Linked DNA regions of Mus musculus: region 2 is linked to region 1. The links are chromatin contacts, called in public HiChIP or PLAC-seq maps. All regions are on one chromosome and are shown on one strand. The core of a region is the stretch at or near the end of the contact, and the rest is flanking DNA. Distances in the headings are between cores, read along the strand shown.

Region 1 (7,955 bases), core at 3,793-6,292:
CACTGGCAGGGAGCACTGGACCTGAGGAGTGATGCTAAAGTTTGACCTCTGACCTCCAAACACATAGGCACATATGTGTATATACACAGTCACCCATGCACTGCCATGCAACACACACACACACACACACACACACACACACACACACACACATACACACACACACACACACACAATTTGTGTGTGTCCAGGAAGATCCTGAGCATGTACACCCCTCTCCAGTCCTCCCAGCCTTCTTCAGTCCTCCTTAGTCTTCCCTAGCCCTTCCCACCCTCCCCTCCCCTCCTCAGTCCTCCCCAGATCTCTCCAACCCTCCTCAGTCCTCCCCAGATCTCTCCAACCCTCCTCAGTCCTCCCCAGATCTCTCCAACCCTCATCAGTCCTCCCCAGATCTCTCCAACCCTCCTCAGTCCTCCCCAGATCTCTCCAACCCTCCTCAGTCCTCCTCAGATCTCTCCAACCCTCCTCAGTCCTCCTCAATCCTCCTTAGTCTTCCCTAGCCCTTCCCACCCTCCCCTCCCCTCCTCAGTCCTCCCCAGATCTCTCCAACCTTCCTTAGTCTTCCCCTGCCCTCCCCAGTCTATGCTGTTATAAAAACATGTAGTGACTTGTTTTTAGCTTCTATTTGTGTGTGTGTGTGTGTGTGTGTGTGTGTGTGTGTGTGTGTGCGCACATAAGCCATACATTCATACATGTATGTGGAGGTCAAGAATAACTGGTGGTACTCAGTTCTCTCCTCCCACCCTGTGGGCTCTGGAAATTGAGCTCAGGCCATCAGACCTGAAGGCAAGAATGTTTACCCAGGAGAGCCATCTCACCAGCCTTTCAGCTTGGTTCTTGAGGCAGGTTCTCTCTCTCTCTCTCTCTCTCTCTCTCTCTCTCTCTCTCTCTCTCTCTCTCTCTCCCATCTCTCTCCCCCCCCCATCTCTCTCCCTCCCTCCCTCCCTCCCTCCCTCCCTCCCTCCCTCCCTCCCTCCCTTCCCTCCCTCTCTGAGGTGCTAGAATTAAAACCACACACCTGGCTTTCTGCATGGGCGCTGAGGCTTGCACAGCGAGCATTTTCTGACCTAGCAGTCTTCCCAGACTGTTTGTTTGTTTGTTTGTTTGTTTGTTTGTTTGTTTTTGAAAGTGATACTGATTACACCAAAGGCCATGCACACAAAAGGCAAGCACCATCCCACCGAGAGATAAGCCCAGGATAGTCCCACTGAGCTACTAGCCCAGGCTATGCATCCTGTGCTTAATTGAGATACAGTGTACAAGCCAGGCATGTAGGGATGTAGGGATCACCAGAGAGCTTGCCTCCAATGAAGTCTTGAGCTCCATTCTCAGCGGCACATAAACCGGGTGTGATGGTGCACACTGTGACCCCATCGCTCCAGGAACAGAAGTTCACACTCATCCTCAGCTATGTAGGGATCCTTAAGGCCAATCTGGGCTACATGAGACCCTGTGTGAAAAGAAAAACAGAAACAGGAACAGGCGGTGGCGGCCCTACGCGGGAGGCAGAGGCAGACAGATCTGAGTTCGAGGCCAGCCTGGTCTACAGAGTGAGTTCCAGGACAGCCAGATCTTGAAAACAAAACAAGACCGACAAACAGAGGAACATTTGGATTTTAAGCATACAGCTGAGTGAGTTCTGATATACGGAGCCACTGCCTACTCCCTCACGTCTTTCCTGGTCAGTGCTCTTTAGAAGTGCTTGGTTGTGACTTTGGTTGCCTGAGTACAGGGCACAAGCTCCTAGAGGGTCCTGAGGAGTTTATTTGTTCTGTCTTGTTGTGAGTTTATTATTATTATTATCATTATTTATTACCAGAACATGTGGTGGGTATGGTGTGCGTGGAAGCCAGTGGACGATTTTCAGATACTAAACTGAGGCTGTCCGTCTTCCATGCCATGTCCTTCTTATCTGCCAAACTATCACTCCAGCTCCAGTTTGTTTGCTTTGAGACAAGGCCTCTTGTAGCCCAGGCTAGTCTCAAAGCTGCAGTGTAGCTGAAGATGGCTTTCAGCTCCTGACCCTCATCCTGTATCTCTCAAACCCTGGGTTAGCAGTGGGTCTCACCACGGCCAGGCTACTTCTCTGGGTTTTAAGGGCTCAGTGTATTGGATTCCCAGCCGGATGCTTCCATGTCTGTCTGTCCGCTTTCACTCTGCCTGCCAGACTCAGCACTGTGGCTGAGGCAGGACCTTGTTCATTTTTCGGTGACATAGTGTGATTTGTTGTATGGACAGGCCACATTTTGGTTATGTGGTTCACAGATGGGCTTTGGAATGCTTTCCACTTTTGAGCTACGGTACAAAATCTGAACATTTGGGCCTGGGACTTTAGTGGCTACTTATTCTTTCCTGTGTGTGTGTGTGTGTGTGTGTGTGTGTGTGTGTGTGTGTGTGTGTGTGTGTATGTGGTGTGTGTCTGTGGTGTGGGGTGTATGTATGGTGTGTGTGTATTTATTGTTGGTATATTTGGGGTGTGTGGTATGTATTTGTGTATGTATGGTGTGGTATATTGTGTGTATGGTGTAGTATGTGCATAGTGTGTGTGTTTAAGGTATGTGTGTATGGTGTGGTATGTGTATGGTGTGGGGGTTATATGTGTGTGTGTTGTATTTTAGGGTGTATATGGGGTATATTTGGGAAGTGTATGTGTGTTTGTAAATATGTTTGATGTGTGTGTGTATGTGTGTATGGTGTGGTATGTGTATGGTGTGGGGGTTACATGTGTATGTCTGTGTTATGTTTGGGGTGTGTATGGGGTATGTTTGGGTTGTGTGTGTGTATGTGTGTGTGTGTAAGTGTATGTGTGTGTGTTGTGTATGTATTTTGCTGAAAATGGAACCCAGGGTCCAGTACTAGGCAAGTCCTCTCCTACTGAGACACATGCTCAGAGCTTCCCCTGCTCATCAGCCACCCAGAAGTGGAGACGCTGGGTCACAGGGAGCAGCCATCTCCTCAGCTGCGCCTGCAGTGCTTGTATGTTTACCCCCAAGTCCTGCACAAGGCCACCTTGGCTCTTTTCCTTCTAGTAGTGTATATAGGGGACACATGCATATGCTTGCAGCCTCTGGGTCCCCTGGAGCTGGAGTCACAGGCAGCTGCGAGCTACCAGCAATGGGTGCTGGGAAGCGAACCCAGTCTCTGCCTCTGAGCCATCTCCTGCCCCCTCAGCCCAGCTTTTAGATTAGGAGTCTAAAACACGAGTGGCTGGCGTTTCACCTCAAGTAATCCTCAGCTGCGAAGTTCCTAGGCGTTTACTGTTTCTCCTTGTGCAGAGCTCTCTCTCCCTCCACACGTTAGCCTTCTGAGACCACCGAGGTGCAGACACGGTGCAGCTGGATTCCTTTTTTGGATAGGCAGGACTCCATAATGTTGGTGGGGCTTTTGGGTAATCCAGGAGGGCTGTTGTGAGTAAGGTCTGAGACCATTGACAGTCAGAGTCACATTCAGGACTTGGAGTGTGAGTTGGAGGGGCTCAGGGAAGTGAGAACAGGTCGGCAGAAGCCCATATCTTGCTCCGTCCGGCCCAGGCCCAGGCTGGGTAAGAGATGGTACCATGATGAGAACAGGCTACGAAGTGTGGAAACTGAGGCCCCCAGGGCTGTTAGCTCAGAGGAATCCAATTTAGAAGCAGGGCCTAGGTTCAGGAGCACCAAGGTGCAGTCCGGTGTTTGGGTTTGGAGTGACAGCCCTTGGAGCCTTAGCTTCCTTGATGTGAACGGAGGATCTTACACCAATGGCTCATGTGTACTGTTTGGGGCTGTGCTGGGTGGTGGCAGACAGGCACTTTTGATGGCAGGTATCAGTATGCTCACTGCCTACCACCTGCCTTGGATTCTGAAAGCTACTGGATTCGGGTTGATTTGCAAGCACAGCTGGGATTCCAGGCATTGGGAGACATTGCTTAGAGGAAGAGCAGGGTCAGGGTAGAAGTGGGTGGTGTAGAGGTCTGAGAAGGGTAGGGTGCGGCTGCTGGGCTTGTGACGGAAGGAAGGCCGGTGGGAGTTATGTGGGAACTCGGGGACAGGGAAGGTGGCGGATCAGGGGACGACTGAATCACACTCTGAGATCTGACAGCTCCTTGTTTTGGGGCTCCGGTAACCCTATCAAAGCCCGCTTGCCCTGCTCAGAGTGGAAAACATGTCTCACTCGAAACCTGGTAGGGCACAGGCTAGAGCCCAGCCACCTGCCTGGGAAGGAGGCCAGAGGTTGCACGGGCTCCTTTATGGAACCCCACCAGCTCCTCCCAGCCAGCCGACGCCTTCTTGTGACCATGTCCCACCTCCCTGCCCACCCTGTGGGTGCCTCACGGTAGGTGACAGCTCCTGTACCACTTATTGGAGGTGTCCTCTGTGGTGAATTCTCTGGAAGAGATACTTCAAAATGTCAGGGGTAGGTGTGGGGTTGGGAAAGGCTTAGTGGGGGTGGGGCTGGCAGAAGAAGGGCCTCAGAGGCCTCCTGGCTGCCTCTCCCTCCCCTCCATTTTCATCCCTTCTCTGTTCACAGAAATAAGAATGTCTAAGCCCCTGGAGGCCGAGAAGCAAAGTCTGGACTCCCCGTCAGAGCACACAGGTGAGCGTGGGTGGGTAAAGCAGGGACGCAGACAGATGTGGGTGGGAACAGAGTGTAGGAATGCCCGGCACCATCACACCCTTCTCTCTCTTTACAGACACCGAAAGAAATGGACCCGACATTAACCATCAGGTCAGGCTCTGTCAGATGCACAGGACGGGGAGGGAAGGATGGAGCAGTGGTTAGGGGGCGGAGGCAGGTGTCCGGAACTTTTCACGACCCCATTCCCATCCCCTTGCCCCAACTTTCTCTTCACAGAACCCCCAGAATAAAGCGTCCCCATTCTCTGTGTCCCCAACTGGCCCCAGCACCAAGGTAAGCACCCGTAGGATCATCCGGGGAAGCGGGTGGGACTCTGGAGGAAAGGCGTCTTCAGTACATTTGCTGTGGACCCAGGTCCTGCAAGGGTACCAAGCGGCAAGGTTCCTCCTGCCCTTTCTCACCCTCGGTTCCCGCCCCAGACTTGTGACTCACCCAGTCTCCTTCCCCTTCCCTAGGGGGTGGGGGTGGCCAGGGAAATCCCCCCCAGAGCCCCAGGGCGATAACAACAGGAAGCCAAAGCCCCGCCCCCATCCCGACTTCCCTGGCCAAAGGGGGCCTGAAGCACCCCTGTACCCCAACACAGGCGCGCGCGCGTGCGCGCGCGCGCACACACACACACACACACACACACACACACACACACACACACAGACCGCAGGGAACAGGATAAGAGAAGTTGGCAGACCCAGTGAGGACAGCCATGGGGATGAAGGAGAGGATGAGGGAAGGGAAGGGCTCTGTGCTTAGGCATTGTGGGGCTTAGGGAACTTCTGGGACTCAGTCTCCGTCCAGCCTGATGGTGGTAAGGGGCCGTAGACAGGTTCAGACTCTTAAAAGGAGAAGCAAGAATGGGGGTGTGGACAGAGCCTGACCAGAGGTGGCTGAAGGATGAGATGAGACTCAGCAGTGCCCTTCACCCAGCCCTGCAGCTTTGCTGTGTGACCATGGGAAAGTCACTTCCCCTCTCTGGGCTTCTTAGTTTCCTCTTCTCTAACACCGGGCTGGGGACAGGGTACGTGGGGAGGGACAGCCTCTGAGGTCCTCCCCATATCTGCTATGTCTCCAGGGCTGGGAGGACAAAATGCTTTGTGAGCAGGTGCCTTTTATATAGAGGCCTAGGTCAGGAGGGCTCCTACACTTGACCTTCTGACCTCAGGCTAGGGGTTTGCTTCAGCCCTAGTAGTATGTGCCCGTCCATCTTTGCTCCATCTTTGCTCCGAGCAGCAGCCTTCTCTGGAAAGCCAGTGAGAGGCCGTGAGGGGCCCTCCCTCCCCTTCCCAGGCCTGGCTACCCTCCACACTTCACCCTGCTTCTCTGGCGCTGACCTTTGCCCTGCAAGCTCTCCCCACCTCCTCTGCACAGGAGCGTACCCAGATGCAGCAGTCTGCATGCTGTCGTCCCTGGTGCATCTGTGCACCACTGGGGTGTATTATTTACATAATAATCTTGTTAAGTGACTCAATTTTTAAAAACATTTTTATTATGGAAAATGTGATACAAAAAAAAAAAAAATAGACAGAAGCATGTAACAAAAACACCAACCCGCAGGGACCCATCAGTCAGTTCCAACAATTACCAAATCGTGCAGGGCTTTGGCTTTTTCAACAGCTTGAATAAACAGGGTTTTAAATGGAAATTTCGTGAATGGAAAACCAGAATCGTTTACCATGGAAATAAATACGATTATTAAATTCTACCCAGAGTCCCTCATGTGCTGGAGGGTCTCACCTCGGGACCTCTCCTCCACGAGTGGAAAGGGAAGAGAGCTGGCTTTGGTGAGCCGCTTAAAATGTCATCACAGTCAAGTGTGGTGGCTGAGCATCTGATCCCAGCTCTCCAGAGGCCCAGGTGAGGGGCCAATCCTAGGCTGCAATAGTTAAGTTCCAGGCTAGCCCGGGCAACTTAGCAAGGACTGTGTTTCAAAACCATACAGTAGGCCAGGAACGTGAGTGATTTCATTGGCTGAGAGCTTGAATGGCATTCATGATGACTCTGGATTTGATCCCCTGTCCTGTACTCCATCAACCATCCCTGGGGACACATCTCTCCATGAGGGGGAGGCAGAAAGATCAGAAGTTCTAGGTCACCCTTGACTGCCTAGAGAATTTGAGGCTAGCTGGGGCTGCCCGAGACCTGCTTCATAAAACAAAAGCTGAGCATACTAGCCTATACCTTTAATCTCACCACTCTGGAGGCAGAGGCAGGCATTTCTCTTAAGAGTTTGTGGCCAACCTGGTCTACATAGTAAGTTGCAGGCTAGCCTGTCTTAAAAAACAAACAAACAAGAAAAAACAAGAAAGTTTCAAGTTTTTTTTTAACTTCATATTAAAACATAACACCCATCAAAACACACAGGGATCTTTAGTGTCTCGTTCTGAATTTTCCCAAACTAAGTATGCCCAAGAAAAAAAGCTGTTGGATCACACTGCTGTTCCCAACCCTGAGAAGGATAAGGAAGAAGAATGCATTGAGTTTGAGGCCAGGCTGGACTATATAAAAACTAAGTAATTTAAACAAAACAAAAGCGGGGCAGTGGTGGCGCACGCCTTTAATCCCAGCACTTGGGAGGCAGAGGCAGGCGGATTTCTGAGTTCAAGGCCAGCCTGGTCTACAGAGTGAGTTCCAGGACAGCCAGGGCTACACAGAGAAACCCTGTCTCGATAAACCAAACCAAACCAAACCAAACCAAACCAAACCAAACCAAACCAAACCAAACCAAACCAAACCCCTAAGTAATTTAGTGGAAAGTGGAATGAGATGGCTCAGTGGGTAAAGAGGCTTGCCGCCAAGCCTGAATAACCTGAGTTCAATCCCTGGAACCCATATGGTGGCAGGAGAGAAGTAATTTCTGCAAGTTGTCCTCTGACCTCCACATGTGCACTGTGGGATGTGCATACCTACACACACAAATAAAATAAAATAAAATAAAATAAAATAAAATAAAATAAAATAAAATAAAATAAATACTTCTTAGACACCAACTACAACTAGCCAGGAGAGAAAGTCTTTTAACATCCTTTCTGGGCAATGCCCATATTTCTAACTTCTAATAATGTAATTTCTGACACATCCATCCCGTAACCTGAGACATCAGGACTGTCCTTGGGCCGCTGCTCTCTGTGGACCTGCCGTGTCAGCTCGCATAAGTGTGTGTGTCTCTCTCTCTAGATCTCCTTTTGCCAAAGGAGGCACTGAGCGATAGACGGTCCCTGGTGTCTGGTCTGGTCCAGAAGTGCAGTGTCTATCAAACGCCCCCATGCACCCTCAGCAGGCATCTTTTCAGCCAACAGTCCCTGCCATTGGGCTTTTTTGTGGAAAAGAGGCCAAGGATGGCTTGACAA
Region 2 (7,955 bases), core at 1,765-4,264, 470 kb before region 1:
GAGTATTTTATTGAGTATTTTTGCATTTCATAAGGGAAACTGGTTTGAAACGCTCTTTCTTAGTTAGGTTTTTGTGGGGTTTAGGTGGCTGTGGCCTCATAGAATGAGTTTGGTAATGTTCCTTCTGCTTCTGTTTTGTGGAATAGTTTTAGGAGTATTGGGATCAGCTCTCCTTTGAAATCATGGTCGAGTTCTGTGCTAAAACCATCTAGCCAGTGGCTTTTTTTCAGTTGGGAGTCTTTTAATGACTGCTTCTATTTCCTTAGGGGTTATAGGACTATTTAGATAGTTTACTTGATCTTGATTTAACTTTTGTAAATGGTATCTGTCTAGAAAAATCATCCATTTCATTTAAATTTTCAAAGTTTGTGGACCACAGGCTTTTGAAGTAAGATTTAATGATTCTTTGAAAATCCTCAGTGTCCATTATATCTCCCTTTTCATATCTTATTTTGTTGATTTGAATACTGTATCTCTGCCTTTTAATTAGTTTGGCCAAGGGTTTGTCTATCTTGTTGATTTTCTCAAAGAACCAGCTCTTCCTTTTGTTGATTCTTTGTATTTTTCTCTTTGTTTCTAATTGACTGATTTCAGACCTGAGTTTGATTATTTCCTGCCATCTATTCTTCTTGAGCGCATTTGCTTCTTTTTTCTCTAGACCTTTCAGGTGCATTTCTTTCTTTCTTTCTTTTTTCTTTCTTTCTTTCTTTCTTTCTTTCTTTCTTTCTTTCTTTCTTTCTTTCTTTCTTTCTTTCTTTCTTTCTTTCTTTCTTGAGACAGGGTTTCTCTGTGTAGCCCTGGCTGTCCTGGAACTCACTCTGTAGACCAGGCTGGCCTCGAACTCAGAAATCTGCCTGCCTCTGCCTCCCAAGTGCTGGGATTAAAGGTGTGCGCCACCACACCCAGCATCAGGTGCACTTTTAAATTGTTAGTACAAGGACTGCCTAATTTCTTTATGAGGGCACTCTTAGTGCTATGAACTTTCCTCTTAGCACTGCTTTAATGCTGTCCCATAAGTTTGGGTTATGTTGTGCCTTCATTTTCATTGTATTTTGGAAGGTATTTAACTTCTTTTTTCTTTTCTGACCCACTGGTCATTGATTGGAGAGTTGTTCAATTTCCATGAGTGTGTAGGGTTTCTGTTGTATCTCTTGTTGTTGAAGTCCAGCTTTAATCCATGGTAGTCTGATAGGATACATGGGGTTATTTCAGTTTTCTTGTATCTTGCTTTGTGACTGACAAATATTGCTTGTTTCTAGCTATTGACTTTCTGCTTAACATTGAAAACATATACAGGGCCAGGTGGTGGTGGCGCATGCCTTTAATCCCAGCACTCGGGAGGCAGAGGCAGACAGATTTCTGAGTTCGAGGCCAGTCTGGTCTACAGAGTGAGTTCCAGGACAGCCAGGGCTACAAAGAGAAACCCTGTCTCGGGGGAAAAAGAAAAAGAAAAAAAGAAAACATACAGGAAGTTAAATAAGGCTTATTTCTGTAACTAAGTAAATTAGTCCCCAACATGACTATAAGCTTGATTATTTATAGATGGTTATTAACTTCCATTTCTTAATTATCATTAACAGTTTTACAATAGTAGTTTTCATAAAACTAGAACTTTACATTTTCAAATGAGTTGCATACTCACATATAACTTACACAAGAGTTGAATCATATACAATGTATGGTATAGCGAATATAGCATTAAGTTTTTATCATCATACAAAAATCCCCATCAATCTAAAGTGTTTGAGGGCTTTTGCTTTACTCGTCTAAAAGGAGGTACAATAACATGCCTTTCTTTGTTCTTTTTCATCCCCTTATGTCCTGATTTACTCATCTTCCCCCCCTAACACTAGTGGGAGGGGAAGAAGGATGGGGGAGATAGAAAGACGTCCCTGGTTTCCTTTGTTTCCTCCTTGATAATGACGAGTAACAACTTGAAACCAATCCCACTAAATGACTACACACATCCATAACCCACTGAATGACCGAAACCCACTAACCACCTCTTGGGAATGAGGGTGTTATGTTCTTAAAATTGCTTCCTGAAGTCTGGGGCGACAGTTTTTTTTTTTTGAGGTGGGGGGGATCCTAGAAAACCGTGATATTGGACAAGTCTTGGGAGACTTGGCTGTCTCCTTTGCTGTTCAGGCTCTGTGGGATAGGAAAGTGTGGGATGTAACTGAAGTCCTGGCAGAGACATTGTATGAGGCTGGACACTTTGAAACTGTCCTGGATACAATTTTTGAGGAAACAGCAATTGAGGCAGTCTGTGAGGCTGGGTCCCCTGGGGCTAGATGCTTTGTCTTCAGTGGTGTCTTTTCAGTTGGCTCTGAAAGCACATAAACTTTTATAGGTAACATTGTAAGGACATTTCTGTATTAACACATGCATGGAATGTGCAGTGTACACATTATCAGCTAATGATAATTTCTTTGCTCTATGTTTGAGCAGATGAAATGCATCTGTCAATCTTCTACGTCTGTTTGAACATATCATCAAGCTGTAGAATAAATCGCCCGCCATGACAGATGAAAGGATGAGAACCAGGTAGTCAAACAAATTCATTGGCTTCTCCAGAGACATGCGTGTCTCAGCTGGTCTCTTAGCTGTTCCCAAAACCAGGGACTGTCCTTCATGTCATCTGTTTTGTAGTTTTTCTGGGTCTCTTTCTTCACATCTTTCATGTCAGGAGCCAAGATTTTCAGAAGGTCTCCCACAGTCAAGTCTAATCTTTATTAACTTTGAAAGAATCCATAGATTGTTGCTTCCTCTTGAAGCAAAAGCTTATCTTCTTTGCCAATGCAACATATTTCCTGACTACCATTCTGAGGTCAACGTATCATTAAAGTATACAGGGTAATTTAATTCAGCACTCCTTTCTAAAATGTCTAAATCTTCAGCAGCTGCGCCATCTGTCTCATTAATATTTTAAAAACGTAAAGTAAATGAAGCATTATGTAATCTCTCTCTGGGAGATCTCATAACCTCCCCTCTGCTCATGCATATCTCCTTTAAAGTATGGTTAGACCTTTCTAGAACTATCTGACTTGTGGGATTGTAAGGCATACCTGTAACATGTACTATGTTATAACCTTTGAAAATGTGTTGAACTTTAATGGATACACATGCCAGAACATTATCAGTTTTAATCCGTCAAGGCATTCTTAAGATGGCCATCACTGGACCAGTCTCCCTGCCCCCTGCACCCCTGCACTGGTGGCTGGCAGGATGGAAATGGGTGGCCAGTGGCTGCACTGTCCCCTTCTCTGGGCCTCTATACTGTCTCTACCACCATGGCTCCCTGATCCTGTGCACGGATCCTGGGCTCTTAGTTCTCTGCTAGGACAGAATTGAAAACTCAGAGACACACCTCCCTACAATGTTAAGGGAAGGTCACTATAACAAGCTCCTGGCAGGACGATTGTGGAGCCCAGTGCTCTGCTGTGAGCTTAGCCTCAGGACCTAACAGGAGCTCAATCAGTTATGCACACTCATGGACCCTTTCTCTGCGGTAGGCAAAGCATGGAGATGATCCATGTGCCACCAGCAGAGGAGTACACAGAAAATGTGGCAGACTAATCCATTGCCATGTCAGTTGGTCCTAAAAATACAAATTTTAAAACATTGATTGTTAGTTTTAAAATCAACAGGCAGAGAATTGGACATCACCGTAGGTAGCCTTCTCACATCCTGTCTCAGAGAGTCTGTTCCTCCCTCGTTCTCACCACTCTGGCTTCTAAACTTCATCTCCGAGTTCCTGTGCTGGCCAGTCTTATGCCAACCTGATGCACAAACTGAGATCGCCTAAAAAGAGAGAACACCGATTAAAGATGCCTCCATATGACACTGTTGTAAGGCATTTTCCTAATTAGTGTTTGATTTGGGAGAGTCCAGCCCACTGCAGGCAGGGTGGTGTCACTTGTGGGCCCTGGGTTCAGTGAGAGAGCAGGCTGAGCAAGCCAGGAGAAGCAAGCCAGTAAGCAGCACTCCTTCATGGCCTCTGCATCAGCTCCTGCCTCCAGGTTCTTGTAGTGTTCGAGTTCCTGTCCTGACTTCTTTTGAGAATGAACAGCAAAACATTAGTGTAAGCCAGATAAGGCCTTTCCTCCTCAACTTTCTTTTTAGTCATGGTGCTTTGTTACAATAGAAACCCTGACTCAGACACCTCCTTCCCAGCTCCTGTGTCCTGTATTCTGTTTTTCACTTCTATTCCTTGTTTAACCCTTTTGTGGTCAGCTTGACAGTTCTTTAGGCCTTATCCATATCCATGCCCAGTTACATACACACATGTACACATTAACAGCTAGGATCCACAAATGAGAGAGAACATACTGTAATTGTCTTTTTGATTTGGATCAACTTGTTTAGAATAATACTTAACAAAACATCTATTCTCCTGCAAGTTTCATTTTTCTTTATGCCTAAATAAAATTCCATTGTGTGGCTAGAGAGTTCACTCAGCAGCTAAGAGCACAGGCTGCTCTTCCAAAGGACCTGGGTTCAATTCCCAGGATCCTTGTGGCAGCTCATAACTGTCTATAACTCTAGTTCTAGGAGATCTGACACCCTCACACACACATACAATCAGGCAGAACAACAGTGTAGATAAAACGAAAATACTACATCATTAAAAATTCCATTGTGAATGACAATACCTTGACTTCTTCTTTTCAAATCTGTATCCCCTTGATCTCCTTTAGTTGTCTTATTGCTCTGGCTAGACCTTCAGGTACTGTACTAAATAGATAGGGAGAGACTGGGCAGCCTTATTTTGTCCCTGACTTTAGTAGAATTGCTTTAAATTTCTCTCCATTTAATTTGATGTTGGCTATTGGCTTCCTGTAAATGCTTTGATTATGTTTAGGGATGTGCCTTTGTATGTATCCCTGATCCCTCTAAAACTTTTAACATGAAAGGGTGTTGGATTTTGTCAAAGGCTTTTTTTTTTTTTAACACCTAATGAGATGATAATGTCATTTTTTTCTTTCAGTTTGTTTATAAGTGAATTAAGGTGATGGATTTTCATACACTGAACCATCCCTGCATCTCTAGGATGAAGCCTACTTGATCATGGTAGATGACACTTTTAATGTGTTCCTGGATTTGGTTTGCAAGTGTTTTATTGAGTATTTTTTTGCATCAATGTTCATAAGAGAAAGTGGTCTGAAATTTTCATTCTTTGTAGAGTCTTTGTGTGGTTTAGATATCAGGGTGACTGTGGTCTTATGATGCTCTGCCATGCTTGCAGACAGTAACCTAGCATAAATGTCTCCCGAGAGGCTTCATCCAGCAGCAGATGGAGGCAGATGCAGAGACCCACAGCCAATTATCAGGCAGAGCCCCCAGAGAGTCTTGTGGAAGAGTGGGGGATAACAGTGAGCAAGTCAGAGGGGTCAAGGACACCACAAGAAGACCCACAGAGTCAACTGACTTGGGACCACGGGAATTCACAGAACCTGAGATACCAGCCAGGGAGCATACAGGAGGTGGGCCTAGAGTCCCTACACTTCTGTAGCAAATGTGCAGCCTGGTCTTCATGTGGTTCTCCTAACAAGTGGAGCAGGGGCTGTCTTGGTCTCTGTTCCCCACCATTGGAGCCCCTTCCCCCATACTTCAACTATCTGGATGGGCCTCAGTGGGAGAGGATGTGCCCTAGTCCTGCTGGTACTAGATGTCCAGGTGGGGTGGTACCCAAGGGGGACTCCTCTTCTCTGAGGAGAAGGGGTGGGGGCAACAGGAAGAGGAATTTGTAAGGGTGGGACTGGGAAGAGGGGGAGCTGTGATCTGGATGTAAAGTGAATAAAAGCAAAACAGGAGACTAAAAAAAGTTTCCATTGTGTACGCCCCATAATTCCCTTGTCCCTTCTTTATGATTGACCTCTAGACTGGTGTCTTAGTCAGGGTTTCTATTCCTGCACAAACATCATGACCAAGAAGCAAGTTGGGGAGGAAAGGGTTTATTCAGCTTACACTTCCATAGCGCTGTTCATCACCAAGGAAGTGAGGACTGGAACTCAAGCAGGCCAGAAAGTAGGAGCTGATGCAGAGGCCATGGAGGGATATTTCTTACTGGCTTGCTCAGCTTGCTCTCTTATAGAACCAAAGACTACCAGCCCAGAGATGGCACCACCCACAATAGGCCCTCCCCCCTTGATCACTAATTGAGAAAATGCCCCACAGCTGGATCTCATGGAGGCATTTCCTCACCTGAAGCTCCTTTCTCTGTGATAGCTCCAGCTTGTGTCAGGTTGACACACAACACCAGCCAGTACGCCCAATTTGCTTTCCTTATTGTTTTGAATACAGCAGCAATAACAACCTGAAAAAATTACTCTCCAATTATTATATATGAAAGACTAGGCTAGTTCACAGAGAAAGGCACATAGAGAGGTTTCCAGGTTAGTGATTAGTGGTTAGAATTTTTGAACAAGTGATGAAAAGTTCTAGAAACAGTAAAAGTTGTCTAGCTGAAAACAGTCATTCTTCCCCCCCCCCCACAGGTCTCTCACTCTTTTTTTTTTTTTTTCTTTCCATTTTTTATTAGGTATTTGGCTCATTTACATTTCCAATGCTATACCAAAAGTCCCCCATACCCACCCACCCCCACTCCCCTACCCGCCCACTCCCCCTTTTTGGCCCTGGCGTTCCCCTGTTCTGGGGCATATAAAGTTTGTGTGTCCAATGGGCCTCTCTTTCCAGTGATGGCCGACTAGGCCATCTTTTGATACATATGCAGCTAGAGTCAAGAGCTCCGGGGTACTGGTTAGTTCATAATGTTGATCCACCTATAGGGTTGCAGATCCCTTTAGCTCCTTGGGTACTTTCTCTAGCTCCTCCATTGGGAGCCCTGTGATCCATCCATTAGCTGACTGTGGGCATCCACTTCTGTGTTTGCTAGGCCCCGGCATAGTCTCACAAGAGACAGCTACATCTGGGTCCTTTCGATAAAATCTTGCTAGTGTATACAATGGTGTCAGCGTTTGGATGCTGATTATGGGGTGGATCCCTGGATAAGGCAGTCTCTACATGGTCCATCCTTTCATCTCAGCTCCAAACTTTGTCTCTGTAACTCCTTCCAAGGGTGTTTTGTTCCCACTTCTAAGGAGGGGCATAGTGTCCACACTTCAGTCTTCATTTTTCTTGAGTTTCATGTGTTTAGGAAATTGTATCTTATATCTTGGGTATCCTAGGTTTTGGGCTAATATCCACTTATCAGTGAGTACATATTGTGTGAGTTCCTTTGTGAATGTGTTACCTCACTCAGGATGATGCCCTCCAGGTCCATCCATTTGGCTAGGAATTTCATAAATTCATTCTTTTTAATAGCTGAGTAGTACTCCATTGTGTAGATGTACCACATTTTCTGTATCCATTCCTCTGTTGAGGGGCATCTGGGTTCTTTCCAGCTTCTGGCTATTATAAATAAGGCTGCTATGAACATAGTGGAGCATGTGTCCTTCTTACCAGTTGGGGCATCTTCTGGATATATGCCCAGGAGAGGTATTGCTGGATCCTCCGGTAGTACTATGTCCAATTTTCTGAGGAACCGCCAGACGGATTTCCAGAGTGGTTGTACAAGCCTGCAATCCCACCAACAATGGAGGAGTGTTCCTCTTTCTCCACATCCACGCCAGCATCTGCTGCCACCTGAATTTTTGATCTTAGCCATTCTGACTGGTGTGAGGTGGAATCTCAGGGTTGTTTTGATTTGCATTTCCCTGATGATTAAGGATGTTGAACATTTTTTCAGGTGCTTCTCTGCCATTCGGTATTCCTCAGGTGAGAATTCTTTGTTCAGTTCTGAGCCCCATTTTTTAATGGGGTTATTTGATTTTCTGAAGTCCACCTTCTTGAGTTCTTTATATATGTTGGATATTAGTCCCCTATCTGATTTAGGATAGGTAAAGATCCTTTCCCAATCTGTTGGTGGTCTCTTTGTCTTATTGACGGTGTCT

What was found. HiChIP or PLAC-seq counts read pairs in DNA pulled down with a chosen protein or histone mark.
Region 2: a contact with region 1 is called in an H3K27ac HiChIP or PLAC-seq map of large pre-B cells, with 2.0 times the contacts expected there. The contact joins two enhancer-like sites. A contact is called at or near these places in 3 of 39 promoter capture datasets (embryonic stem cells, liver and pre-B cells), 3 of 484 Hi-C or Micro-C datasets (the G1E-ER4 cell line, cardiomyocytes and palatal mesenchyme) and 2 of 115 datasets of contacts at active chromatin or transcription factors (embryonic stem cells and large pre-B cells).

The regions. Positions count from the first base shown.
Region 1 is chr7:25,117,773-25,125,727 of GRCm38.p6, reverse strand. Pou2f2 (POU domain, class 2, transcription factor 2) reads left to right here. Exons shown (of 15, transcript NM_001163554.1): 2 at 4,507-4,572; 3 at 4,670-4,704; 4 at 4,831-4,887. Among named protein-coding and RNA genes, the nearest start is that of Pou2f2, 11 kb to the left of the region's middle. Within about 2 kb of position 5,042, at least 101 of the 459 cell types and tissues checked have an H3K27ac peak or open chromatin away from gene starts, as enhancers often do.
Region 2 is chr7:25,588,895-25,596,849 of GRCm38.p6, reverse strand. No RefSeq gene overlaps it. Among named protein-coding and RNA genes, the nearest start is that of Gm51473, 9.4 kb to the left of the region's middle. Within about 2 kb of position 3,014, at least 6 of the 459 cell types and tissues checked have an H3K27ac peak or open chromatin away from gene starts, as enhancers often do.